Linked DNA regions of Mus musculus: all the other regions are linked to region 7. Evidence: chromatin contacts called from public HiChIP or PLAC-seq and promoter capture Hi-C data. All regions are on one chromosome and are shown on one strand. The core of a region is the stretch at or near the end of the contact, and the rest is flanking DNA. Distances in the headings are between cores, read along the strand shown.

What was found. Promoter capture Hi-C pulls out the DNA fragments that hold promoters and counts their contacts. HiChIP or PLAC-seq counts read pairs in DNA pulled down with a chosen protein or histone mark. Capture Hi-C pulls out chosen DNA fragments and counts their contacts.
Region 1: a contact with region 7 is called in a promoter capture Hi-C map of adipose tissue. The contact joins the promoter of Pfas here to the promoter of Chd3 in region 7. A contact is called at or near these places in 1 of 115 datasets of contacts at active chromatin or transcription factors (pancreatic cancer cells) and 2 of 9 other capture datasets (adipose tissue and pancreatic islet).
Region 2: a contact with region 7 is called in an HNF4G HiChIP or PLAC-seq map of pancreatic cancer cells. The contact joins the promoter of Plscr3 here to the promoter of Chd3 in region 7. A contact is called at or near these places in 1 of 39 promoter capture datasets (cranial neural crest), 2 of 115 datasets of contacts at active chromatin or transcription factors (bone marrow-derived macrophages and pancreatic cancer cells) and 1 of 9 other capture datasets (liver).
Region 3: an HNF4G HiChIP or PLAC-seq map of pancreatic cancer cells shows a contact between it and region 7. The contact joins the promoter of Rangrf here to the promoter of Chd3 in region 7. A contact is called at or near these places in 1 of 39 promoter capture datasets (neutrophils), 2 of 115 datasets of contacts at active chromatin or transcription factors (bone marrow-derived macrophages and pancreatic cancer cells) and 1 of 9 other capture datasets (adipose tissue).
Region 4: a FOXA1 HiChIP or PLAC-seq map of pancreatic cancer cells shows a contact between it and region 7. The contact joins the promoter of Fgf11 here to the promoter of Chd3 in region 7. A contact is called at or near these places in 2 of 39 promoter capture datasets (cranial neural crest and liver), 2 of 484 Hi-C or Micro-C datasets (both in embryonic stem cells), 1 of 115 datasets of contacts at active chromatin or transcription factors (pancreatic cancer cells) and 1 of 9 other capture datasets (adipose tissue).
Region 5: a promoter capture Hi-C map of liver shows a contact between it and region 7. The contact joins the promoter of Zbtb4 here to the promoter of Chd3 in region 7. A contact is called at or near these places in 3 of 39 promoter capture datasets (cranial neural crest, liver and pre-B cells), 1 of 484 Hi-C or Micro-C datasets (embryonic stem cells), 1 of 115 datasets of contacts at active chromatin or transcription factors (pancreatic cancer cells) and 1 of 9 other capture datasets (liver).
Region 6: a promoter capture Hi-C map of the SN4741 cell line shows a contact between it and region 7, with 2.7 times the contacts expected there. The contact joins the promoter of Tnfsf12 here to the promoter of Chd3 in region 7. A contact is called at or near these places in 1 of 39 promoter capture datasets (the SN4741 cell line), 2 of 484 Hi-C or Micro-C datasets (B cells and embryonic stem cells), 1 of 115 datasets of contacts at active chromatin or transcription factors (pancreatic cancer cells) and 2 of 9 other capture datasets (liver and pancreatic islet).

Annotation. Positions count from the first base shown.
Region 1 is chr11:69,007,053-69,010,777 of GRCm38.p6, reverse strand. It overlaps Pfas (phosphoribosylformylglycinamidine synthase (FGAR amidotransferase)), which reads left to right and starts at 2,318. Exons shown (of 28, transcript NM_001159519.1): 1 at 2,318-2,375.
Region 2 is chr11:69,844,544-69,848,714 of GRCm38.p6, reverse strand. It overlaps Plscr3 (phospholipid scramblase 3), which reads right to left and starts at 2,098. Exons shown (of 8, transcript NM_023564.4): 1 at 2,024-2,098; 2 at 1,640-1,807; 3 at 1,142-1,380; 4 at 1,016-1,058; 5 at 692-912; 6 at 340-501. The coding sequence starts at 1,646.
Region 3 is chr11:68,971,654-68,975,228 of GRCm38.p6, reverse strand. It overlaps Rangrf (RAN guanine nucleotide release factor), which reads left to right and starts at 1,374. Exons shown (of 5, transcript NM_021329.3): 1 at 1,374-1,587; 2 at 1,672-1,788; 3 at 1,956-2,112; 4 at 2,201-2,286; 5 at 2,488-2,745. The coding sequence starts at 1,511. The coding sequence ends at 2,608. It overlaps Slc25a35 (solute carrier family 25, member 35), which reads right to left. Exons shown (of 5, transcript NM_028048.2): 4 at 3,426-3,560; 5 at 2,714-3,279. The coding sequence ends at 3,106.
Region 4 is chr11:69,799,974-69,803,622 of GRCm38.p6, reverse strand. It overlaps Fgf11 (fibroblast growth factor 11), which reads left to right and starts at 1,343. Exons shown (of 5, transcript NM_001362623.1): 1 at 1,343-2,190. The coding sequence starts at 1,998. Tmem102 (transmembrane protein 102) reads left to right here. Exons shown (of 2, transcript NM_001033433.4): 2 at 1-28. The coding sequence ends at 8.
Region 5 is chr11:69,763,576-69,767,205 of GRCm38.p6, reverse strand. Zbtb4 (zinc finger and BTB domain containing 4) reads right to left here and starts at 1,294. Exons shown (of 4, transcript NM_029348.2): 1 at 1,121-1,294.
Region 6 is chr11:69,694,443-69,698,371 of GRCm38.p6, reverse strand. It overlaps Tnfsf12 (tumor necrosis factor (ligand) superfamily, member 12), which reads left to right and starts at 2,274. Exons shown (of 7, transcript NM_011614.3): 1 at 2,274-2,776; 2 at 2,931-2,978; 3 at 3,547-3,622. The coding sequence starts at 2,618. It overlaps Tnfsfm13 (tumor necrosis factor (ligand) superfamily, membrane-bound member 13), which reads left to right and starts at 2,274. Exons shown (of 13, transcript NM_001159503.2): 1 at 2,274-2,776; 2 at 2,931-2,978; 3 at 3,547-3,622. The coding sequence starts at 2,618.
Region 7 is chr11:69,367,802-69,371,931 of GRCm38.p6, reverse strand. It overlaps Chd3 (chromodomain helicase DNA binding protein 3), which reads left to right and starts at 2,506. Exons shown (of 40, transcript NM_146019.4): 1 at 2,506-2,796. The coding sequence starts at 2,541. It overlaps Gm32483 (a long non-coding RNA gene), which reads right to left and starts at 2,942. Exons shown (of 2, transcript XR_003949707.1): 1 at 2,854-2,942; 2 at 1-1,194.

The DNA.
Region 1 (3,725 bases), core at 1,069-3,568, 360 kb after region 7:
TCTCTGCGTAGCCCTGATTGTCCTGGAACTCACTCTGTAAACCAGGCTGGCCTCGAACTCAGAAATCCGCCTGCCTCTACCTCCCAAGTGCTGGGATTAAAGGCATGCGCCACCACTGCCCGGCATGGTTACAATTTTTTATTTTGTCGTTATAGTTCCTTTTCCATTTGGTAAAATCTAGTCATTTTACCTTGGGACAAAACCTCCCCCTCCCCCCACCCTGTTTTTAAAATTTTATTCATTTTGTTTCTTGTTTTAGAGTGGGGCTTCATGTAGTCCAGGTTTACCTTATGCTATGTAGCCAAAAATGACCTTGAATTTCTGATCCTCATGCCTCTACTTCCCAAGTGTGATTACAGGAGTGAAGCACCATGCTTTGGCAACATTTTATCACATAAAAATTCTTCCTAATTAAAAAAAAAAAAAAAAAAGCCAGGCAGCCACGGCTACACAGAGAAAACCTGTCTTGAAAAAAAATAATAATAGGGGCTGGAGAGGTGGCTCAGCAGTTCGGAGCACTGACTGCTCTTCCAGAGGTCCTGAGTTCAAATCCCAGCAACCACATGGTGGCTCACAATCACCTGAAATGAGATCTGTCTGAATATATGAAGTAAATAAATAATAATAAAATAAATAATAAAATAATAATACATAAAATAATAATAAATAACTAAATAATAATAAAATAAATAATAAAATAATAATACATAAAATAATAATAAATAACTAAATAATAATAATAAATAAAAAATAGAGCTGGAGAGATGGCTCAGTGATTCAGAGCACTGACTACTATCCCGAAGGTCCTGAGTTCAAATCCCAGCAAGTACAAGGTGGCTCACAACCACGGGTAATGAGATCTGACACCCTCTTCTGGAGTGTGTGCAGACACCTACAGTGTACTAACATATAATAAATAAATAAGTAAATCTTTAAAATACATATATGTATATGCACACATACTCTCATATCCATATATGCCACATATAGTCTCATAGCCTTTCTATGTATATAGAGATGAAGTCTTTACTTTCAGAAGACAGAGCAATATAAATAAATTTACCAGCTTAATAAAGAAAGGAGCTGCTGGAGAGATGGCTCAGCTGTTAAGAGCACTGACTGCTCTTCCAGAGGTCCTGAGTTCAATTCCCAGCACTCACATGGTGGCTCACAATCGTCTGTTATGAGATTTGATGCTCTCTTCTGGTGTGTCTGAAGAGAACAACACTGTACTCACATAAAATAAATAAATCTTGAATAAATAAAAGGAACCTAAATTTCATTTCCAAAATCTATTTAAACATTGTCTCTTGTTTCTTGCTGTTGCAGGTCTTAGGCTGGCTGTATTGTATTGCATAGGGTCTTTTAAAAGGCTGTTTTGTGAAGGGGGCAGTGGTTGCCCAGGCCTGTAATCCCAGTCTTGAGTCTCGGTGAGTTGGAGGCCATCCTGGTCTACAGGGCTAGTTCTGGGGCAGCCAAAGCTACACAAAGAATTTTCTTTCTTTTGTTTGTTTTGTTTTAAAAAGGGTTTTGGGGTACTTTGCCTAGATTTTACATTAGTCTGAGAATCTCAGACTGTTACATTCTATTAAGGTCAAAGTAACAGAAGTTCTAAATTAAATGACCTTGGAAAACCAATTTATCTTGCATAAACAAAGAAGGCAGAAGGGAGAAAAATACAGAGAGCCAAAACAGTTTTACACGTTAACTTTTTAAATGTAATTTAGGCTAGTGTACTGGATGGTTTTGTGTGTCAACTTGACAACAAGTTAAGAGTCACCTCCAGCCGTAAGGCACTTTCAGTGATCAATAAAATAACATTTTCTCAAGTGATATTTCAAATTCGAGGCGTCTTCTCTTTTTTGAATTTTGTTTTGTCTTTTTTTTTTTTTTAAGATTTATTTATTGTTATATGTAAGTACACTGTAGCTGTCTTCAGACACACCAGAAGAGGGCATCAGATCTCATTGCGGATGGTTGTGAGCCACCATGTGGTTGCTTGAACTCAGGACCTTTGGAAGAGCAGTCAGTGCTCTTACCTGCTGAGCCCTCACCAGCCCCTGTTTTGTCTTTTTGACAGAGGGTTTCTCTGTACATCCTTGGCTGGCCTCGAACTTGCTATGTGGACCAGACTAGTCTAGAATTCAAAGATACTCCTGTCTGCTCTGGCCTCCCAGTGCTGGGATTACAGGCTTGGACTTCTAAAAGAGATTCAGGTTTGTCACTCAAACAGCCCCAACCCACCGCGGGGAGCCTTGGCACCGCCCACAGCCGGCCCGCGCGAATCGCTTCTCCGGCGGTGGCGCTCTCTGATGACGTACAACGAGCGCGCGCCAAGGACTCGTGGGTCTCTGGCGCAAACTGGCGGGCTTCAGGTGAGTACAACCTACGCGTCCTTCCCTGAGTTCGCTTCCTGATGCGGTTCCATTGCTCACACATTCAAACCGAATCCAGGCCGCGTCGTTTTCCCCATTAGGGCGGGTTGGGTCCATCTGGATCCACATGCCTTGGGTAGAGCATCTGTTGGAGCGCGTGTTCTGCAGGCACTCGGTGTAGGTGGACGACCAGACTGAAATAGCCTCATCTCATGGTCTCATTCATCCATCCCTGAAATAGCCTCATCTCATGGTCTCATTCATCCATCCATTCATTCATTCATTCATTCATCCAACCATTCATTCATCAGAAAAATGTGAAGACCACCTGCTTTGTATCAGGCACCATACTAGTCGTTGGGAATACAGTGCCGAAATAAAACCCGGTTCCGATATTTCTGAAACTTACATTTCGCTGGGAATGATAGACGAAATAACTGCAGAGGGCTGCAGATGTAGCTCAGGGTCCTGGGTTCGAGTCTTACAACCTCATAAATCAGGTGTTGTGAAGAACACGAGAAATTACAGCACTCGAGGTTTTGGGAGTAGAAGGACTAGAAATTACCCTCAGTTATATAGCTATTTAGAGGTCAGCCTGAGCTAAATGAGACCCTGGGTGTTTCTCTGTGTAACCCTGGATGTCCTGGCCAGCCTTTAACTCAGAGAGATTCACCTGCCTCTGCCTCCTGGGATTAAAGGCATGTGCCACCTTTGCTTTTTTTTTTTTTTTAAAGGAGGACTGTATGGAGGCAGGGAACTGAGGTGTGATGGGAATAAAGGGTCTGTTCATTTAACAACTCGTGTGGTTGGTTGGTTGATTTTGTTTTTTTGAAACGGTCTCATTTTACAGCCCTGATTGACTTGCAACTCTATGTAAATCCTGAAATCCTGAGATTCACCTTCCTTTGCTGGGATTCAGAGCCCGTACCACCATGCCTAGCAGAGGCAAGTGTTTATTCATTAAGCCACCTCACCAGTGTAGAAGTCATGGTCTTTTCACTGTCTGTGGCAAATAGGATGTGGTTGTGCAGTAGTGGAATCAGACCATTGAAGAATTCGGTGCAATTGGGTGTGGTGATGCATGCCCCTAGGTAGGCTCCACATTAGAAGGCAGTGGCAAGAAGACTGATTTCCAGACCAGCCTGGGCTATATGATAACCTGACCTTTTCCTCATAAAACAACAGCAACAGAGAAAACAATACGCTGATCAGTCCAAATGAATGATAGTGGTGCCGTGGACTCAGGAGGTGATAGACCTGAAAAGGCAAGAGATTTAATGTATGTGTGGAAGTAGAGTTGTTATATGGAGAGTGATTATATGGAGAGATTGAGGGAAAAGAGTAGTTAAG
Region 2 (4,171 bases), core at 849-3,348, 480 kb before region 7:
CTGTAGGGAACATGCAGTCTTGGACTGAAGAAGACATTTTTGGTTTCAGACAGGTCTTGACCTTAAGTCATCCGTTAGCACGGAGGCTACTGCCTTTTCTTCTTGTTTTTCTAATTACATTGACTGATTGAATGATTGCTTGGTTGATTGATTGCGTGCACCATGGCATGTGTGTGGGGAGGACAGTTTGCAGGAACTGTCTTCTACAATATGGGACTCATGGCTAGGGCCCAGGTTGTCAAACTTGGTGGCAAGTACCTTCACCCTCTGAGCCAGCTCATCGCCCCCAATCTTGGTTTGTGAAGAGCCTAGAAATCACCGCCCCCTAATTCATAATACCTCAAAGTTGGTGTCTGTACCACAGCCACAAGTCCAGCAAGGCCCTACAACTCGTAGAACAGGTTGGCGATCAGCATCCAGGATGGAAAACTTAGGAAGGAAGGGATGCCAGGTCTGTAGCACATGGCCAATGGTGGTGCCAGGTGGAGCCTGGACTTCCATCTGGAAAGGGAAGCAGACAGGATTACTGTCAAGCCAGGACACCTTGGCCAGCGCTCTTCACTGGTGCCAGCTGTCTTCTGACTGTTCAGACCCTCAACTAAACCGCCCCCACTCCTATTAAAGCCACAACTCTTTCTGCGCTGCTTACCATACACTGCCCACCAACCACCCCAAAACCTGCCATGCCCACCTCCTGAAGACCACAGGGGCAGCAGCTGCAGCCACAATGAAGTGGGCGGAGGAGCCGGAGCACCTCGCGGTCCCCAGGGTCCGCTAGGCGGATTCGAAATGGTCGGCGGGCACCACAGCACAGGCGGGCACAACAGTTGCTCTCTTCAGCTGCCTGACCCAGTTGCTGTCCGGTTCCGGAGCGAAGTTCATACATATTACAGGTCTCCCAGCCTAGGAACGCTGGGAAGGGCAACACGCTGAGGCTCGGGGGCCACCTGCCCAGAAGCTAACCACTGCCATAAAGATCATGAAGCCCATCTTGCTCCATCCATCTCCTACTCACTTTCCACTCGTTCAGCCTTCTGATGAATCAAGATTTGATCAATCTGTAAAGAGTTAAGAGCAGCGTTGACCTTATCCGTCACCTCGAACTTCAGTTCTCCTCCCAGCCATCCTCTCTCTCACTCACCTGCACTAGGAATTCGAGGCCAGGAGGCACCCCTGGCAATGGCACGAAAGGAGCAGGAGGCCCTGGAGCCACTGGGCCTGGCGAGGGGAAGAGAGCGAAGCCGGGAGCAGGGGCAGGCACCTGGGTGGGCACTGGAGCTTGTCCCGGTCCAGGATGCAGAGCCACCGGCTCTGGATACCCAGATGGCACGGGGTAGGGAGGTGGGGGTGAAGGGGCATAGCCTTTGGGGGGCAAGTAGCCTGTAGGGGAGCAGGAGTAGATTAGAAAGTTATCTGTGGACTCTTCTTTCACAGCCCAAGGACCAGGAGCACCCGCGGAAAACGTAAGAAGAGGCAGAGAATGATGGGGCGGAGGGGCAGGGCGGTGGCTCCCCAGGAGGAAGGGAGGGCCCCACGCAGCCAGTCTGAGCACATTCCTGGAGAATGTGTTCGACACCCGGCACCCAATTTCGTGGGGGCAGGGGGGAATAATGGAGACCCCAACCTAGCGTCAACGTACCTGCCATGGGAATCAGGAGGGGAGTCTTGGGCTTTTGGCGTAGGGGAGACTTAGTTCTGGAGTGGGACAAGCTCGGGAACAGCTAGACAGACACAGAAACAAAGACGGACAGGCAGAGGCGAAGAGGTAGCTGCGCCCAGTACGGGCCCAGGGTCTCTAGGGCGGCACCTAAGACTCGGGGAGAAACCGAAAGTGTCAGCGGGCGGGGCGGGGTACCTAGGACCCTGAATTTTCTTAGGGGCCCCAGGACCGCCCCCTCCCTTTGTTCTCCCATTTTTTCTACGGAGATGGCTGTTGGCAGACGGCAGGGCAGATGGTCCTGAGGTCAGACAGATGACCTGACCCCGAGGAAAGTCTCCTTAACCCCTCTATGGTCCGGCTCACCTGAAGCCCCCAGAATAAGTCGGGGGGCCACGCACTCCGGGGCTCACAGGCGCTGGTGGAGGCGGGCCCAGATCTGACCCCACCCCCGGGTCGCCTAAGTCCCGCCCCCCAGTCCGGGCGGGGCGACTGCGCAGAAAGCAGGCGCTTCTCCTCCCCCGGGGCCGCGGACCTTGGACCTTGTGCGCTTTGTTCACCGTGGTTCCGCCCCTTCCGCTCCGACTGCAGAGGCTTGGAGACCTGGCCTGTTGGAGGGTGATTGCGGCCCTATCCCCAGCAGCAAGACCCTCGCCTTTTCCGCGGGTTGCTGCTCTGCCTCCCCACCGCGTGGCTGCTCCGGTCCCCGGGATCCTCCTCCCAAGGGCGGGGCGGGCCTCGCTGACGCAGCGGAACACCATTCACACTCATTCCTTGCCTCCCAGACTTGGCTCGGTGTTCTTCTCAGGGCGACCTCGCTGTGTTCTCCCCCTGTCACAGCGTTGACCCACTCAGTCACCTCTCAGTTCAGGCACGCCCATTACACGCGTGACAGACTTTCAAAAGGTAACAGTAATGAATGTGCATGAGGTAAGGCTCAGGGAAAGACACTTGAACAGAACAGGCCCTCCATTCCCCAGTATGGAGGCAAAACATGCAATCCCAGCGTTTGGGAAAGGAGAGGCAAGAGGAGAGTCACAAGTATGAGGCCAGTCTGTTTTACATAGTTCCAGACCAAGTCAGGGCTACAATAGGGAGACTCTCTCAAAAGACTCCTTTCCTCAAAAGAAGATAGCATAGTATCTGGGCAGGTGTGGAGGATCGCGAGTTCCAGGTCAGCTTGGGAGTGACCTGGGTCACTAGGGGAGATATTAAAGAAACAAAGCCGAAACTAGCCCATCACTTGTGCCTGGGTCTTAACTTCCTATCAATTGTATATTAGTGCTTGGGGTGCAGACTAGGGATTCTTAGAATTCTAGTTTTTATTGTACAGCCTAAACTGAGAACTACTGTGTCAGAACAACCCAGGAGGCTGTGGGCAGGCCAAGGTAAGGGAGAGGTTCTTACAGAAATCTGGTCCTACTGTGGTGGATTGCACCAGAGACCAGGGCAGTGAGGCAGTGTTGATGTGTATATGAGGGAACATGACTTCATTATGCCTCAGAGATAGGATGTAAGGAGAAAATTGCAAGTTGAGTCATGCTAGGCCTCTGAGACCCTTCTGCACAGCACAGACCCCTCCTCCCCCTTGCCTTGCTGTGCTATGTCATTTACTGCCTGCCCGTGCAATCCCTGGCTTCATATATCTTGGTCTCTCTGTTGACCTTTCACCTCTAAGATCCCGTTCCTTTGGGGGTACTTCTTACTAGTGCTGAAAACCCAGCAAATGAGCGGAAGGAAGCTTTAACTGTCCCCAAATGCCAAATAAGCCCACTTCAGTGTAAGGTTGAGCACAGAGCAATGGGTGGTCTTACCAACAAGGGCCATGTTTCCACTGCTGAGGTCTGCATTCTTTTTTTTTCTTTCTTTCTTTTTTATTAGGTATTTTTCTCGTTTACATTTCCAATGCTATCCCAAAAGTCCCCCATACCCACCCCCCCAATCCCCTACCCACCCACTCCCTCTTTTTGGTCCTGGCATTTCCCTGTACTGGGGCATATAAAGTTTGCAAGTCCAAAGGGCCTCTCTTTCCAGTGATGGCTGACTAGGCCATCTTTTGATACATATGCAGCTAGAGACAAGAGCTCCAGGGTACTGGTTAGTTCATATTGTTGTTCCACCTATAGGGTTGCAGTTCCCTTTAGCTCCTTGGGTACTTTCTCTAGCTCCTCCATTGGGGGCCCTGTGACCCATCCAATAGCTGACTGTGAGCATCCACTTCTGTGTTTGCTAGGCCCCGGCATAGTCTCACAAGAAACAGCGAGGTCTGCATTCTTAATTTTACTATGTCTATAGGGTGTCATGCCCGAGTGTATGACTCCATAACAGGTGCATGCAGTGCTCAGAAGAAGGTGTCGTCGCGTCCCCTGGAACTGGACGTTCAGAGAGCTGGGAGCTGCCATATGGGTGCTGGGAATCAAACCCAGGTCCTTTGGAAGAGCAGTCAGGGCTTTGATCCCCTAGGCCATCTCTCTTGCTCCTGGAATCTGAACATCTTGGAAGATTTGAACTCTA
Region 3 (3,575 bases), core at 125-2,624, 400 kb after region 7:
TGGCCACACTTCACTCCTAACAGTGCTTTAGAGATGAGGAAAAGTTCAGAGAGAAGCCAGATGCCTACAGTAAGAAGGAGTCACCGCACGCCTTTAATCCCAGCACTCGGGAGGCAGAGGCAGGCAGAATTTCTGAATTCGACTCCAGCCTGGTCTACAGAGTGAGTTCCAGGATAGCCGGGGTGGGGGCACATACTGAGTACACTTAAGAGGCTAAGGTTCAGTTACGGGAGGGAGGGAGAGGGAGAAGGAGAGAGAGAATCTAATGGTAGAGGCCCCTGGGCTCAATCCCTAGCATTGCAAACAGTAAGTGGACAAGCAAAATCCTCCATCCTTAACCATCTTCACAACTCCCTGACTCCATCTGCCTGCCCTCCCCCTTGCATATTTGCATTTCCTAGAGTACACACTGTGCTAAGTTTCTACACCTATGTCCCGGCTAGAACATCTCTAGGATGCCCCCAAGAGCTCTGTAAATCAAACTTCAAGACGCAAAGCGAGTTCCACTGGTACTTTTACACCTTGGCGAGGTGGACTTTTGTATTGTCAGGCTCACGAAGGAAATGAGCTGCACTCTGAGGCACGTGACCCTTGCCTCCAATTCAGTAAATTATGAGGGTTCATTGGTCGAGGTGAGAATCAACCTCTTTGCCCGGTTCTCAGCTGGGTGTAAAATCCATGAGAGCATGGGTGGCCTCATGGACTCCAGGCATCTAGATTCATCCCGCAGTGCAGCAGTATACCACCAGGCCTATTATGTGCCAAACACTTTGCCAGGTGCAAGAGATCAAGGATGAATGGAGAAATTAACTGGGAGGATAAAAGTTGAACAAATACTTAAAAAGAACACTCTAAAAATCCGTAAAGGAAAAACAATAGTTTAATCTGTGCTTTGGCTCAGGTGTGGGAGAGAGCTTCCCCTTGCCCTCCCTAGGGGAAGATTTGAGGGGATTAGAACCGTAATCCTCGGGTTAGGTATCAAGGCTTGAGGTCTGAATCTTAACCTAGACCCACACCTGGGCCTGTTGTTTCCCCAAGTCCCAGCATTAGATCCTGGAGTTAGTGGTCTGGTTGTCGCTCCACTGGAGTCAAGTGGTCCCACAACCCGCCCTTTAACTGAACAACTGTCCTTAAGGGCGGTCTCAAGTGACCTTCTTAGAAGGTATAACTCCTTTACAATGAAGGAGCAAGTGGGCACGAGGGATTAACCCATCACTAGCATCACCAACCCTAAACTCAAGTACAACTGCAAAGCAGACCCCAGCGGTCCTGGGTCTTTCCAAAGAGCCGGGCTTCAGAGACTAGCCCCCAAGGATAGCCCCGCCCCCGAAGCGCGGGCGCCGATTGGTCAGCGTGCTCGCAGGGCGTGACCAGATCTTAAAGGTCCCATTGCTTAGTAGGACGGGAGGAGGTAGTGGGTGCTCCGGGAACACCAGGGGAAATGATGTCTCAAAGGCTCATGTAGGTTTCTTTAAAACCTCGCTAATGTCCAGACTCAAGTACTAGATCTATGGAGCCCAACAGAAACTGTCCACTGTTCGGAGGCGCCTTCTCCGCCATCCTCCCTACAGGGGCCATTGATGTGAGGTGAGAAAGCCAGCCTCCCCGGAGGCCGATCGGGTGGGTTATGGGAAAAAGCCAGAGACAAGAGGGTTCCCTGTCCCTCTCCAGTGACCTCCGACCGGTGCCAGACAACCAAGAAGTTTTCTGCCATCCTGTGACCGACCAGAGTCTGATCATAGAACTTCTGGAGCTGCAGGCCCACGTGCAGGGCGAAGCGGCTGCGCGGTGAGAAAGCTAGCCAACGGGAGGCCGGGAGCCGAGAAAGTGGGCGGGGTCTGTGGCTGGACGGTTATTCAGGACGAAAACTCCCAAGGGCAATAGCAGACCAGGCTCGAGGGTGGGGCTGGGTTATTCAGACATGCTCCTCCTTACCACTGTTCCTCCCATGCCAGGTACCATTTTGAGGACGTTGGCCGGGTGCAGGGGGCTAGGGCTGTGCACGTGCTATCTGTGCAGCCTCTCTGTTTGGAGAACTTATCCCTGAGAGGCTGCTGTCAGGATGCCTGGTCCCTTTCTGGCAAGCAGCAGGTAGCTAAAGAAAACCAGCAGGTGAGGGCTATGGCGAATGGGACGCCCTGGAGTCGGGGAGGGATAACTCCAGGTATCCTGGTAAGCATGCTGATTCTGATCCCTTTAGGTAGCAAAGGATGTCACACTGCATCAGGCCTTGCTGCGGCTGCCCCAGTATCAGACTGATCTTTTGCTCACCTTCAATCAGCCCCCGTAAGGACGAAAGAGCGGGTGGGAACCTCCCAATTGGGTCCCCACGACAATTAAGTTGGGTGGGTCAAATTCCTTCAAGGAAGCAGAAATAAGCCACAGGCTTTGGGGGAGGAGGGTCAGGTCTTCTGGGGGATAGGAAGTGTGATCTTGCAAACCTCAAGCCGGACCATTTTCCTTCTCCCTCTATTCCCTTACCCTAAGGTGTCACAGCAGGTCTCTTGGCCCTGAAAATCTGTCATGTCCACCTTGGAGCCTGAGTAACTTTGAACAGCTGGTAACTAGTTTGACTCTTCATGATCCCAACCTCTTTGGTCCCCAGTAAAGATCGTTGAGACACAACGTGCTACTGAGGACTCGGGGACCCAGTTCTGAGAGGGGGAGTTTCTTTCTGCTTCTTCCCTGGATGTAAACATAAGACACTTCCTCTGCAGAAATAAACTTGCTTTATGAAGAACATAATTTCTGTGCCTTCAAATCTAAGAGGACACCTGGGTCTCCCAGTTCCCTTTGGTCTTGGAAGGGGGGGGAGTTAAAGCTGTGTATAGGAGCAGGGAGTTGGGGGGAACCCAAGAATGGCAGTAGAAATATACTTTGGAGTGACTGATTCAACCCTGAGATGGGTATGAAATATATCGGGGGATTTGTGGAAAAATTTAAAGCAAGACCCACTCAGTGACTCAACCCTAGGAGAACAGAGGAGTGGGCGTGGCTGTCCCCCTTAGGGGCATTGAGAGGTCAATCTGTCAGCAGTCACTGTGATAGGAAGTAGAGGCAGAGGTGCCCAAAGAGTGTTGATCTGGAGTTACAAGAGAGTGATTGTTATTTAGCATATGTGTTGTAAAAGGAGCGCAGCTGATCCCAGAAGAAGAGGGAGAGAATAGTGTGGGGGCCGAGGCGAAAATAGGAGGCACCTATACCCTTGTACATGCCAAAAAAGCCCTCTGTCCGCGCTGTCTGCAGCAGAGCGTCCAAGATCCCCCGGTACATGAGGCCCTGGAGCACGTCAGAGAGGAAGGGAGAGCACAGGAGGTGCATGTCAGAGCCCGCCGGGGCCAGACACCTTTCCAGGCAGCATCTGAGGATCTGCTTGCCCACCCCCAGCTCTCCCTGTCAGCCTGGACCCTGCAGTACTTCCTTACCTTGCCTCGAGTATCAGTGGGTTGGTTATAAAGTCTTGTGCTGGCTACATCAAAGGGTGTCATTGCCACGACTATGGCGACACCACTCACCATGGCAGCGGCCAGAGCCACCTTCCAGCTCTGGGGAGGGAAGATCTATAAGAAAGATAA
Region 4 (3,649 bases), core at 94-2,593, 430 kb before region 7:
CCCATTAAAGATTTTACTCCTAAGGGAATGGAAAGTGTTTCCTTTGGTGAGAGGGTCATGCAGGGGACTGCTGCTCCCTCCATACAGACAGTGTATGCTTGGGTCCAAAGTCCCTTTTCTAAAAGGTTTCCCCAGTATTCTACCCTGCCTGAGGCCCAAGTTCTCTAAATCTGGCTGGCGCCCCTTCTGTCCCGGTACTGCCTCCCGGAACCTCTCTCCCCTATTCTTTCAGAGTCTGACAGGGATAGTAGGAATGTATTTACTGACAAAATGCGGGAAGGAACTGGTTTTTGGAAACCTAGTTCTGATCAATTGGCTCATACCAAACCAGAGATATTAAGGCCGGATCACAGCCCAGACTGGATGGCACAGCTACCGGTTTCTCCACTTTCCCCCCAACTCTCCTCGTCCATTTCTGTCCTCACTTCCATCCCAGGCAGTAGAATCCCTTTTCATTTTCTCTCTGTCGGCTATTCCATCGACCCCCTGCCCCCAGCCCCGCCATATCAGGCTCCGTGTCTCCTCTCCTCTGAACCCCGAGATTTGCAGGCCTTGCCTCTACTCCGCCTGCCTCTGTGACAGTTCCCACTTAGAGCTTCCAAGGAACCCCAGGGTTCCGCCCGCCCAGCTTCTCCCAGCGTCTCCGCCCCCTGCCCCGCCCCCAGGCCGGCTCGCAGAGGAGGGGGAGCCTCTGTCGCCGCCGCCGCCTCAGCTTCCCACAGCCGCTGCCGCTGCCTCCGCCGCTCTGCCTGGTCCAACCTCCAGGCCCAGTGCTCTGACTTTGCCGAACCGAGGCGCTCTGCAGAGACATCCTTACTCCTTCCTGGGGGTCCGGGACGCTTAGGCCGACGTTGGGGGGAAACCTCCGCTTGCGGGTGACAGGGAGGGAGGAGCCTGGAGCTGGAGCTCGCGGCACCCGTCGCCCGGATCAACAGGACAGGACAGGTTGAGGGGCGTCGGGGAAAGGAAGGGGTGTTATAGCAGTCCCAGGGAGGACGAGAAAGCCCTGGCGCAGGAAGCTCTGATGCGCTGTGACTTATTAAGGGCCTGTTCACGTTTGAGGAGTGTTGACAACGTGGGTGCACTCCTCTCTTGGGGGCCTTGTTAGATTGGAGGGTGTGGGATCTAAGCAGTGCCAGTTGTTCCTCGGGAAATTTAAGGGGCAACTAGAAAACAGACAGAAACGGCGGATGCTCCTTTTTTCGGGGCGACAGAGGGTCCTGCAGACAACCACCTGGTGTCTGCACTAAGAAGGGTTGATTTGGAGGTGACTTCAAAAGGAGTGGAGGGTAGCAAGGTGAGGGAATGGTGTTAGCAGCTGGGACTCTGTGGTACTAGAAATGGGGGTGACAATGAGAAAAAGCATTATCCAGCCAGGGGGCCTGGGAACCCCTTTTCACTGAACCTAAACAGCCTGAATTTTGAGTCATATTTGCTGGCAGAGGGGGGATTTGAAGAAAGTGGGAGACCCACTCCATTTAGAGTATAGAAAAGGAAAAAAGAAAACAGAGCTGGGCTCCTCTTGACATTGACAGCAGCCTAGGGTGAGCTAATGTCCACAAAGCTTAGGACCCACACCCTGTGTAAGAGTAGGCTGGGCAGGAGCGGCCCCAAAATAGGGTAGAAAGAAGCCTCGGGGTATTGAGAACACATCTTAGAAATATAGGAGGGTCTTGACTGTGGGATAGAGGAGGTATCTTCTATCTGGTACAGAGGCCAGAGAGGAGGGAAGGGGAAAGCTTTCATTAGGGGACAGAATTCATGGGTGAGGTCAGCTGAGGAGTGCATAGGCTGCTGGAGCCGCTGGAGCTAGTCAGGGCCCAAGGGTGGGAGCCGGTGGTGTTGGGGAACGTACTGGGGTCTGGGGTTTCTCTTCAGATCCTGTGGGTGGGGCGGTGGGTTGGGTCCTGAGCATGCCCTGGTGAGAGGGCTCCTCTTGGGGAGCCCAGGGCGCTCCGGGAGCCTGCTGGTTTGGGGGTGTCTCCTCCCGGGGCGCGATGGCGGCGTTGGCCAGTAGCCTGATCCGACAGAAGCGGGAGGTCCGCGAGCCCGGGGGCAGCCGGCCCGTGTCGGCGCAGCGGCGCGTGTGTCCCCGCGGTACCAAGTCACTTTGCCAGAAACAGCTCCTCATCCTGCTGTCCAAGGTGCGACTGTGCGGGGGGCGTCCCACGCGACAGGACCGCGGCCCAGGTGAGTGTGGCTAGGGCGGGGTCTCCCACAGAAGTCCTGCCTGAGGCCAGGGACCCTGACGATTGAAGCCCGATGAGGAGGGGGGTGTCCCAGAAGTGGAAGAGGTGGGCCAGAACGACAGAATTTACGGGACTATCCTTCAGGTTCTTCCTCTTTGCCTGTAATGCCGAGTCTCCTTGCTTTCGAGGGCAGGGGGAAGGTTTGAGGGGCGAAGTCTGGCGCCCCAAGCTTCTCTGCTCCTGTCAGCCCCCCTTCAGCACAGGACTCCCCACCCCCCACGGTTCTTCGCCTACGTGCGGGTTCTCGCGATTCTTTCCATCCGAAGTGGCGGGGCTTGAGGGGTTCTGGACGCTTGGGTCACCCCGAGGGTTTCTGCAGCCCTGGCTGCCCCGCCCCCGCTCCGGCTCTCCCGCCCCTCCACGCTTTGGCTCTGTTCTTCCTGGTCGAGCTCGCCTGGCCAGGAGCCAATCTCTCCAGCTCTCCCCCGGGTGTCCTTGCAGGCTACCTCGTCAGTCAGCCCCCTCCGTACGCCCTCCTTCTGTGACCTGCGCTTCGAGAAGGGTGCTGGGCACCCCCTCCCATTACTCCTGTGTGACTCGGAAATCCAGTCCCACAGGCTCCGGGGACCCTCAGCCAGTAGGAACTCACACATAGTTCAAGCTGAAGACCTGCACAGGGACTTAAGCGGGGGGTCGTACCACTTACAAGGGGGAACAGGGAAATCGGCAGAGAGCAAGCCCCACCAGGAGAGGAGAGATGTAAGGGCTGGTATGTGATTCCCGTCCAGGTACGACAGTTAGGGAGTCCCTCTGGCCTCGCTCCAGGCCGCTGCCGGTTCCCTTAGGGGTAGCCCCTTGTGCCCTCCTCCCCCACCACCAACGGTAGGTAGTGGTACAGTCCGCAGCCCACCCTCTGAGTGGGACCCAGCCCCCACGTGATGCAGCCTGCCTCTCCATCTCTGTCCCCTCTTCCTTTTCCTTGATGTGGTTTAAATGTCCCCCATCCCAGGCCAGTTACCTGGCTGAAGGGTAGAAGCTCAGTCTCAGGGAAAACTGGACCCTCGTGAGCCAGCCGACTGACTGACAGACAGACAGACAGATGGGTCAGTGTCAGACAGGCCGGCGCTGTGCCAGAGCAAGGCCCGCGCCAAGCGAGCGGCAGCTGCAGCAGCAGGTGCTGAGTCAGCGTCAGTCAAGCCCAGTCCCACCCCTACTTCTGAGGGGGAGCCCCTTCCCTGTGGTCACCTTGCTGCTCACCCCGACATTTGCAAACACATTGCCCTGCGTTTCTGGCACTGTCCGTTTCTCTCTCTCTCTCTCTCTCTCTCTCTCTCTCTCTCTCTCTCTCTCTCTCTCTCTCTCTTCTACCTCCTCCCCGCCCCCAACTCTGGTAGGGAAAAGGAATTAAACCATTTAAATAAATTTCAATAAATTAAGCTGACGCTCATGATTAGAGAAAG
Region 5 (3,630 bases), core at 45-2,544, 400 kb before region 7:
TAAACACATCTTGCATGTCCCACCCAGAACCCCTCACCTCACATGCTCCTGAGGATTATTAGGTCTGAGTTCCAGACATGCAGCCCCCCGTGAAACTCGTACATCACAGACACACAAATCCATCCGCCTTTCTGTCCTCTACACAACTGGACCACACCTCATCAGGACGACAGAAATGGAACTCAGGCGTGATACCTTCTGATTCAAATGTCCACAACTGACTGCACTCTTCAAATGGGTACGCACACCCCTCATTCTGGTGTCCACCATAACACACACACACACACACACACACCATGCCAGCTATGCAGAAAACAAACATTCATAAACATTCATATGTACAACACAAGACATACGTGAAGGAAAACACACGCTGACAAAAACTATATACAAATCCTCGAACAGCACACTTAAGGTATCTGTCACCTAAAGCCACAGAGCCAAACCTTGTAATTCTGTACCAATAAGTACCCCCTCCTGGCTTTCTGTCTCTATGTATCAGGGAGGGCCCTCGCAGACCCCTCGGTGCCAGACTGGGAAACCGTGTTGCCCAGGAGGAGCAGTTTACCTTGCCCCACAGTACCGCAGGAGGCACAATCTCCAGGACTCACTGCAACAACCCTTCCCCGACGGCGCGGCGGTTCCGGGCCCCTGCTCGCACTGCGCACCCTGCACACCCCAACTCTGGGGCGCTCAGAGGGCCACCCCTCCCCCTCTCTGCCTGGCTCCTACGCCATCGCCCTCCCAGCAGCTTGCAGCGCTTGCCCGGGATCACACCCGCCCCAACCCAACCCCCAACCTGCCCCACAGAGGCAGAGGGAGGGGGCATTGGGCTGCAGAATTTAACCCTTCATAGGTGGAGTGATTGCGACCCTCTTCACGGCCCCAGGAGACCGAGTCCCCCAGTCACGGCTCGTTGGACACCATACCAGGGCGCTCTTAAGTTGCTCCCCAGCGCCGTGCACGTCCGGGGGCGGGGCTTATTAGAACCCCCGACCCCTGCGCCCCTAGATCAACCTGGAAGGGGAGCGGTCGCGGGGCGCGGCTCCGGCCCCTGCGGCGCCGGGCAGCGGAGAGGGGGCATCTTCCCTAGCCCTGCCCGGTTCGCCCCGGGGCCCACCTGACTGCGATGGCGCCGCGTCTGCCAGGCCCGGCTCATCACCGTGGCCAGCCCCGGCCGCTTGGGTTTCGCTCTCCTCCAGCTCCGGCTCCGGCTCCGGCCCCGGCCCCGGCCCCCCCCAGCGCCCGGCCCCGGCCCAGCCCCACCGCCGCCGCCGCCGCCGCTGACATCATCGGCTCCCCCCCCGCCCCGGTCCTCCCCCCCACCCCACCCCCGGAAACAGTCCCCCCCCACCCCCCCAGCGCCGCCGCTGAGAGGAAGCCAGCAAAGCGCAGACGACACCGACTCTGGACTCTGAAGTCTGATGGCCAAGGCCTGGTGGATCCCTCACAGGGAAAAGACTCGGGGCTTCCCGCAGAATGCACACCTTACGGGGCGGGCAGTGACCTAGACCACTCATTCCCTGGGAAGGGACTCACCCCCACGCCCGCCCTTCCCTCTGCACACCCTTCACTCAGGGGTCACATCGCCTAGAGCACGCTGCGTGGGCACAGCTGTTCACCACAGACACGCACACCACACACATGTTCTCCGGGGCCGCAAACTTACAACACGGCAGATTCACATTTGGGCCCCGTGGAACCTATAGATCCAAAGTGAGCACCCTCGCGAATACCTAGGGATTATCACCAGACCCACTGGCAAGAAAGACCTCAACTCCGTAGAACAGATGATCATTAGTGCAGATAAGCACAAAGCTTGGAACTTTGTGTCACCAGTGGAAAGATTCGCTTCTGTGTCCCTGCATATAAATGCAGAGGCCTTGGTGTGGCCTTCCCAGCACAACACTAACCACACGCCAGGTGGAAGCATGAGAAATGTGACATACATAAAAACAAACAAACAAACAAAAAATTCCTGGAACCTCCATGGGACAATGCTATAGACGGCTCCCTAGTTGCAAAACTAAAGACTCTGGAGAGGCCCGGCGTGATGATGCTGTGGAGCCAGAGGCAAGTGGATTTAAGGACTTGGAAGCCAACCTGATCTAAACAGCAAGTTCCAGTCAGCCAGGGCTACAGTGTGATATCCCTGCTTGAAAAAACAAAAACGAACACCCCCATCCCCATAAAAAAGACCCACTTCAGGAGAAAGAGGAGCAGGCTCTCCCCGAAGAGCATGAAGGTTCAAGCCCGCCTGCGCTCGGGCAGCAAAGGCGGAAGCTCTGCAAGCTCAAGTCCATGCTGGTCTACGAGCGGGTTCCAAGCCACTCGGCCTAGACAAGCCATACAGCCACAAAACCACTCCCACACTCTTTTGTTTGTTTTGTTTTGTTTTGTTTTGTTTTGTTTTGTTTTGTTTTGTTTTGAGACAGGGTTTCTCTGTGTAGCCCTGGCTGTCCTGGAACTCACGCTGTAGACCAGGCTGGCCTCGAACTCAGAAATCCGCCTGCCTTCCCAAGTGCTAGGTTTAAAGGCATGCGCCACCACTGCCCGGCCACTTCCACACTCTTTCAAACATCTACTTCCGGTACCTATAACCCCAAGCACTTTGGGAGATAGTGGCATGAGGACCAAGATTTCAAGGCCAGATTCCACAGGCCTTTTGAGACCAACCTGGGCAATACTTAGCATAAAGCAAAAATCAAAACAAACCACCAACCCCCACAAGCTGGTCAGTGAGAGAACTGCTCTTGCAGAAGACCCAAGAGTTCCATTTCCCCCACATCCAAATACGGCCATTCACAACCACCTGGAACTCCAGCTCCAGGGGACCTGATACCTCTGGCCTCTGCAGGCATCAGCATTCATCCACAAATTCCCACACAGATACATATGCATAACTAAAAATAAAATAAATTTGGGGGCTGGAGAGATGGTTGAGTTTGCACACTTGCATGAACATAACCACGTACACTCTTCTCTTCGATTTTTTTTTCCTCACTCTGTAACCCTGGCTGGCCTGGAACTCACAATATAGATCAGGTTGGCCCAGAACTCACAGGAATCCACTTCTGCCTCCCAAATGTTGGGGTTTAAGGTGTAACTCACCATACCTGCCCACATACCAATTTTTTAAAAAAAGAAGCTGAGGCTATAAAGATTGCTCAGTGGTTAAGAGTACTGTTGCTTTTTCAGATTCAACTCTCAGAACCCATGTGGTGGTTTACAAACACCTGTAACTCATTTCAGGGGAGTTAACATCTTCTTCTGACCTCCAAGGGCACAAGGCATATGCAAATGGTACACAAATATGCAGGTAGGCAAAACACTCACCCACACAAAATTAAATTTAAAAATGAGAATAAACAAGCAGGGGCTGGCGAGATGGTTCAGTGGGTAAGAACACTGACTGCTCTTCCAAAGGTCCTGAGTTCAAATCCCAGCAACCACATGGTGACTCACAACCAGCTGTACTGAGCTCTGCCGCCCTCCTCTGGTGTCTGCAGACAGCTGCAGTGGACTTAAGCATGATAATTCAATCTCTGAGCCAGAGTAAGCCGGGACTGAGCGAGCAGAGCTGATTGGAGCGAGCGGGGCCGCCCAGAGCAAGCACAGGTCCTAAAAATT
Region 6 (3,929 bases), core at 1,025-3,524, 330 kb before region 7:
CAGTGGTGGCGCACACCTTTAATCCCAGCACTTGGGAGGCAGAGGCAGGCAGATTTCTGAGTTTGAGGCCAGCCTTGTCTACAGAGTGAGTTCCAGGACAGCCAACTCTACACAGAGAAACCCTGTCTCAAAAAAAAATAAGAATAAAAATAAAAATTTAAAGTTTGAATCCATCAATCATCAATTGATATAATCAGGACCATCGAGATCTAACTACTTCTCAAAAATCTACCTCTTCACGTCTCACTGGGTCCCAGCTTTTGGGAGACACTCTATGGTCAAGCCATAACTCTCCATGGATATAAGTCCCGTCATTCTAAGAAAAATATGGCAAAAAAATATCTTTTGGTACTTTATCAATTAAATAGTATTGTCCTATTATAGCTTAATTATTTTTACCTCAGTCATTAATTTATTCTTTAATTCTGTTTTTTTCCCCCCTTTTTATACATTTTACTTATATCACCTTCTATGGCCTTATATGGTTTGTCTCTCTGAAACTCATGTTGGAATTTAATCCTCATTAGGAGATAGTGAGAGGTGGGTCAGGACCTGGTTGAGAGGTGACTAGGGCTCTGCCCTCAATAGTAGATGAATCAATCCATCCATGCAATGAATGAATTAGTGGGTTATCTTCAGAAGGTATTGGCTATAAAGCCAGTTTGGTCACTCTCATGTTCCCTATCTGTCACCATGTGATGTCCTGTGCTACTTAGGACTTTGGCAACAGAACGGCCATCACTGAGTGTGGCCCTTCAACCTTGGACCAGGACCATGAGTCAAAGTAAGGATAAGAAGGATAGAGGGGTAGACCAGAGACAGAGCGGAGGTGAGGGTGGGGGAGGGGAGAGAGAGAGTTGATGATCCTTGAATCTAATGTCTTTCTTCTTGTTTCTTCTCTGCTTGTAGTTGGTCTTTGCTGCTTTATAGGTTCTTTTCCCCACTTTTATTTTTTCTTCTTCTTCGAGACAGGGTTTCTCTGTGTAGCCCTGGCTGTCCTAGAACACACTGTATAGAACAGGCTGGCCTCAAACTCAGAAATTCGCCTGCCTCTGTTTCCCAAGTGCTTTCCCACCTTTTATTACCCCACACCCTGTGTCTCACCTCCTATCATTAGATAGAAGAAAAAGGACAGCCGGGCCTGGTGGCACACACCTTTAATCCCAGCACTGGGGAGGCAGAGGCAGGTGGATTTCTGAGTTGAGGCCTGGTCTACAGAGTGAGTTCCAGGACAGCCAGGGCTATACAGAGAAACCCAGTCTTGAAAGAACAAAAAGCAAAACAAAACAAAACAAAAAACTCTCCTCAGGGCTGGGCAGTAGTGGCACACACCTTTAATCCTAGCACTCAGGAGGCAAAGACAGGTGGATTTCTGAGTTCAAGGGCAGCCTGGTCTACAAAGTGAATTCCAGGATAGCCAGGGCTACATAGAGAAACCCTGTCTTGAGAAAAACAAAAAACAAACAAAAACCACAAAACCAAACAACCAAACAACAACAAAAACAAAATTTCAGAATTGTCACCACACCATCTCCCCTAAAACAAGGGGCAGAGCTAGTGAGGCAGCTGTCTCTGGCCTCCTGCTCAGATAGCTGCACACTGTACACATAAACAACTTTACAAACTATCTTTTTTTTTTTTAAAGATTTATTTATTTATATGTAAGTACACTGTAGCTGTCTTCAGACACTCCAGAAGAGATCTCGTTATGGTCGTTATGGATGGTTGTGAGCCACCATGTGGTTGCTGGGATTTGAACTCCTGACCTTCAGAAGAGCAGTCAGGTGCTCTTACCCACTGAGCCATCTCACCAGCCCACAAACTATCTTTTAAAAACATATTCTTTATTGCAGAGGTGGTGATCCATGCCTCCAGGGTGCATTAATCCCAGCACTCAGGAGGCAGAGGCAGGGGGATCTTTCTGAGTTCGAGGCCAGCCTGGTCTACAGAGTGAGTTCCAGGACAGCCAGGGCTACACAGAGAAACCCTGTCTTCAAAAACCAAAAAAACCAAAAAAACAAAAAAACACCCAAAACCAAACAAAAAGAACAACAACAACAAAACCCAAACCAGGATGAGCTGAAAAAATAACCTATGCTGGGAAGGAGGTAATTAGCAGACTTGAAACAAGTTGGGGGGAATTCTGGAAGAGGGAATCTCAACTCAGAAACTGAGTCCATCAGATTGGCCTATAGGCAAGCCCTTTGGGGGCATTTTCATGATTAATGATTGCCGTGGGAGGGCTCAACATACTGGGGCGGTGCTGAGTTCCTGGGGCCAGGGCCCGCGTCCCATCCCTGGCACACTGGCCTGGGTGGGTGCCTGTCCACTTCTGCTTTCACTGGCCCTCAGAGTTCTTGGTCTGGAGTGCCACTGCGGTCGCCTGCCTGCACGCGCCCGGGCGCAGGACGTCTCTTACTTCTTGCACAGCACTCCGGGGAGGTTGGAGTTTAATCACACAAACAGTGTCCGGCTTCCTGTCCTCATCCGCCCCCCCTCCGGCCCGCTTCCCTGGTCCCTCCCTCTCCCCTGGCCCGATCCGCCCACCAGCTCCCCCTCCCCATCCCTCGGGTCCCGGGATGGGGGGGCGGTGAGGCAGGCACAGCCCCCCGCCCCCATGGCCGCCCGTCGGAGCCAGAGGCGGAGGGGGCGCCGGGGGGAGCCGGGCACCGCCCTGCTGGCCCCGCTGGTGCTGAGCCTGGGCCTGGCGCTGGCCTGCCTTGGCCTCCTGCTGGTCGTGGTCAGCCTGGGGAGCTGGGCAACGCTGTCTGCCCAGGTGAGGCCCTCAGCATACCCCTTTCTGGGTATCTTAGGAGCAGAAAGTGCAGAGAAGCAGATGGGGGCCGGGTGGGCAGAGGGCCAGGGGATCGGAGAAGGGGTGGAGGATGAGATGTCAGAAGGACAGGGTGACGCTGCCTCCTTCCCAGCAGGAGCCTTCTCAGGAGGAGCTGACAGCAGAGGACCGCCGGGAGCCCCCTGTGAGTAGGTGTGGATGCTGCGTTCGGGATGCCAGCATGGAAAATGTGTCTAAACTGAGCGTTGGCTTGCTGTGACAGTTGTGTGAGGTGTGTGCAGGGAGACTCCAGCTGGCACTAGTTTAAGACTGAGTGTGCGGAGTGAACCAGCCCACGTGGGTATGTCGGTGTGTACAAGAGGGTGATCTGGATATAAGGGGGCAACTTTACCAAGGTGAGAGTTGTGCTGCCCGAGTGGAAAGTGCTGATTGGCTGTGACGTCTGAACCAGATACCAGAGAATGATAATGTATCACCTATGCATACATGCTGTCTGTCTCTGCCCCACCTTCCTGAGATCCTGTGCAGGTGTGTGTGTGTGCGTGTGCGTGTGCGTGTGCGTGTGCGTGTGCGTGTGTGTGTGTGTGAGTAGACTGCAGGTTGTTGATTGGGGCTGAGCCTCACTCTCCAGTTTGGCCAACCCCTAACCTCCCAGGTTTTGTGTCTGTTACTGGCTGATGGTTCTTCTGACAGGCTCTTTGCTTGTTTGTCTCTGGGAGGTCCTGTTTGAACCCTGCCCTTAATTCCTCTAGGAACTGAATCCCCAGACAGAGGAAAGCCAGGATGTGGTACCTTTCTTGGAACAACTAGTCCGGCCTCGAAGAAGTGGTGAGCATCTGTCCCTATGTCCCAGTCTCAGTAACAAGATTCTTTGGTTCATATACTGCTTTGCTCTGAATTCACAGCAGTATTATGAAGTGAGCAGAGGGGGGAAAAAACTACTATTTTTGTAGAGAAACTGAGGCAGGGAGCCTGAAGGAGACCCAGAGTCAAGCAGCTAAGCAGCTGAGAATGGAATCTAAGAAGTTCAGCTCTAGCTTTTTTGTTTTTTGGTCTTTCGAGACAGGGTTTCTCTGTGTAGCCCTGGCTGTCCCGGAACTCACTCTGTAGACCAGGCTGGCCTTAAACCCAGAAA
Region 7 (4,130 bases), core at 1,257-3,756:
TGCACAGGGAGGCGACCGACCACCATCAGCCACCTACACCTGCAGACTGTGACACGTGTGGCCGGCAGGCAGAGGTGCCTGGCACAGGAGAGGACACAAGAGACTGTTGCCACATGCTGTGCAATGTGGCGCGCACACAAGTGGAGACACTCTTAGTGTCAGGATGATGCACGTTCGCATCCTCGGGCCAGGAAGAGGGGGAGCCAGGCACACTCAAGAAGAGCCATCCGTATTCACAGACGGGAAGGGAGAAAGTGAACAGAGGACAGAGATGTCCGTCACTTAGAAATGATGAGGCCCTTGGGGTCAAAGGTGTCAGCAAAAGTGTCACGGAGGGGTTGAGTGCACTTACAGAGGAGCCCACACATAGAAAGAGGGGGTACCCATCCAGACTGGCAGTGAAATCGAGAGAGGACAGAACCAAATAATATGGGTGCATAGGCAAGATAATTCCACAGTTAAAAAGAAAGACAGACAGACAGAAACCAATGCTTAACCAACTAAAGTGTAGTGGGGGTGGGGTGGGGGACTGGACCATCAAGAAGAAACATCTTAGCATTGTAAACAATATTCTGGAGACTATTCCTTTGTTACAAGTCCTTCCCTGGCTGTTGCCCACCTTCCCCTCAGGGTCCCCATGAATGCTGGGAGCCTCAGGGGGCAGTGGAGAAATGGTTTCCCCAGGCCATGGATGGGGAGCAACAAAGACAGATCAAAAGAATGGGAGGAAACTGGAGGGAAGAAAAGAGCCAAGAACAAAAAAGAAGGTGGAGCCAGGCTATCTGCCCTTCTTGCTTGGCTTCTTGGCAAGTTTTATTCCAGTAGAGCCGGCTCTGTCAATTCTCTGTAGGAAAAACTTACTTCTGGGCTCCAGCTCAGCTGCTCATCTGATCCCTGCTACAACTTTAAGATAAACACTGGGATCCAGTCTGAAAGGACAGGTCAGCCGGTTCAGTGAAAAGGCCTGAGTGTTCGCCCTACCTCGTTCCTCTCTTCTCAGTTGCTTTCCTCTCCCCGTGCCTCAGTTTCTTCTACTTTATCAGTGTCGAAGGTCATGGAGGAAGAGGCGTTCGATGACACAGGAGAAAAGAATTTCACAATCTTCAGATCCGACCCTCTCCTCTTTCTCCTAAAAATCTGACCTAGTCACCACCAAATTAATTTCTCAAGTCAGACGATTTTACAAGCAAGCCACTGGAGGAGAGGAAGGGAAAGAGTAGAGATAAAATTGACAACATTCACAGAACACTGAGGGCTGGGCAAAGGAGAGAATCAAACATGGACTCCTTGGAAAAAAAACTCAATCATCTATTCATATCTCTCCCCCCAAAGTCACTAGGATTTCTGTCACTTTTTTTTTAAGGAGAAAAAAAAAAAAAGCCAGTACCATTTCTCATTTAAAAGCTACGTACACAATTAAATGCATTTTGACTTCAATGAGGTATGTAGAGAGTTATATATAAACATATATTTCATCTTTTTCCTTTTCAATGCCTGAAGGAAAAAAAAAAAAAACCTTCACATCAAACCACTCCCTTCTGAAGTATTCAGAAAAAAAAAAAAAAAGCTTTTCTTTAGAGAAGGGAGGTGGGGGGAGGAAGAAGACTAGTAAAGAAAAGAAAAATTCAATCTAGTTGGACTAGTATCTAACTAGTTAACCTTTAACAATTTATGCTGATGTCAGACTGAGCATGAGTACTGATTAATACCCCCCCAAATATTTTTATAAGGGGGGGAGTTAAGTCACAGCAGCCATTTTTGTTTTATGCAGAAATCCTTCATGCCCCCCAACACACACACACACACACACACACACACACACTCTCTCTCTCTCTCTCTCTCTCTCTCTCTCTCAATACACAAGGAAAATGTATTAATCTGTGCACTAATCAGTTATGAAAAAAGGGAGAAATTTGTGGGTTTCTGAGTAGAAGCTTGGAGATTGGATGTAACAGGGAGAATGGGGGTGTATGAAAAATGAAATATTAAGCCAGCCATTTTGTTTTAAAAGGGGATTTTACCCCCCTCTCTCTTTCTTTATAGAGGGGGGTGGCAGTGCTGGAGGGGGGGTTGTTTTAAAAATAATTTCAAGGCGGCCATCTTAGTGCCTCAGCTCTGAGAAATATTTCTGAGCGCCCCCCTCAGAATTTAAATATATTTAAAGCAACCGAGGGGGGTAGAGAGAAGTCGAAAACTTTTATATACATATATATAATTTTTTTTTTTTAAACGATCTCCCTTTCTTGTTCTCTTGGGAGGAAAGACAGAAGGGGGAAAAAGTCCTTAAATTTTTCCAAGAACATTTTTGGGGGTGGTGCGGCCCCCCTCCTCAGACGCCGGCCCCGGGGGTGGGTGTTCTGGAGGGGGGTGGCCCGGGGGTTTGGGGGGCTGGGGGAGGCGGTGAGGAGGAGGAGGAGGAGGACGCCGCCGCCGAGGAGGAGGAGGAGGAGGAGGAGGAGGAGGAGGAGGTGGTGGTGGTAGCGGTGGGGGAGGCGGGCGGGCGGTGGGTGGGGGGGTGGTGGGGGGGCCAGAGCCACAGGATGGCTTCCCCTCTGAGGGACGAGGAGGAGGAGGAGGAGGAGATGGTGGTGTCGGAGGAGGAAGAAGAGGAGGAAGAAGAGGGCGACGAGGAGGAGGAGGAGGTGGAGGCGGCCGACGAGGACGATGAGGAGGAGGACGAAGAGGGAGTACTCGGGCGCGGGCCGGGCCACGACCGGAGCCGCGACCGCCACAGCCCCCCCAGCTGCCACCTCTTCCCGCCGCCGCCGCCGCCGCTGCCGCCGCCCCCGCCACCAGGTAAGCGTCCGTCCGACTCCCCGGGGCCCGAGCGGAGCCGCGGGGCCCGGCACCTACGGTTCGGCCGAGCCGAGGAGAGTCCCGGGCGCCTGGCGGGTCTAGACGGGCCCGGCAGTCCGGGCGGCGGCGGCCTTGGGGCCAGGCCTCCTCCCCTCCCCCGCCGCACCCCTCCTCCGCCGCTACCGCGGCCGCCGCCACCGCCGCCGCCGCCGCCGCCGCCGCGCCCGGGCTGGAGAGCGCAGGGAGCGAGCTGCGCGCGCGGACCGGGCCACTTGGTCGCGGCTTTCGGGGGAGGAGATTTATTTTTTTCACCCTCGGCGGGGAGGGGGTAGGCAGGAAACGGCCGTAGCGAAGCCAGGGCCCCCCTCCCAGGCCGAGCGAGGGACCGCGGAGACCCCGGCGACCGGACGGCGGCGTGGGGGGAGGGGCGCGTGGGGGAGGGGCGGCCGCGTGAGCGCCCCTTGGGCCGGGCCCCGGTGGGGTCGGACTGAAGCCGAGTGGGTTCGGGGTGTGGAGCTGACTGCCACCCGACGCCCTCCGCTGGGGACTTGGGCAAGCAGAGGTGGGACAGTGGCCCGCGGACCAGCCCCTCCACCTGCAGGGACTTCGGTGCCCGCCAACTTAGGGGTGTGCGGTGGCACGCGTGGGAGGGGGCGTGCGAATGTTTGTAGCGGCTGATGACCAGAGGCAGGTGGTGGCCACACTCCACGCAGACCACTTCCTGGAGTAAGACTTGGACATACCGTCCACTCCCCCCTAGCTGGCCGCCGAGGTCTCGGGTCACCTCAGATTTGAAGAGAGACAGGAGAATGTCTGGGGAGCCAGATGCCCCCGGCCCCACCCTCGTCATCTCTGCCCCGGGCTCTTTTGTGTCAAGTGCAGCCCCCATCCCCCCCTCGTGACCCCGTCAGTCTGGGGTGGCCGAACTGCCCAGCTGTGACTCTCACGTGGCTGCCATTCACTGTCACTCTCTTGATGAAACCACCCACACACCCTGACCACGTTGGGGGGCGTGAACTGCCCACCCAGCTGCTCTGTCCTGACCATCATCACTCAGCACCCTTCTCCGAGATGACAAGTCACCTGCCACTGGCGTAGGACGTCCAGCTGTGCTTGGGACAGACCCTTCTCTGGATCAGTGGCGCAACTCTCAGACCACCCTCCAAGTGGAGAGTGATTTCTAGCTTCTTTAGGATAGGTGTCGCCAACCTCTGATTGGGGACATCCACACCCCCAAGTCTCTGGCGGCAGAGCAGCACACACACACCAAACTTTAAAACGTTATTTGTAAAACTGTCTTACTGACCACTGTGACTTTTTGTCGCACGTGTTGA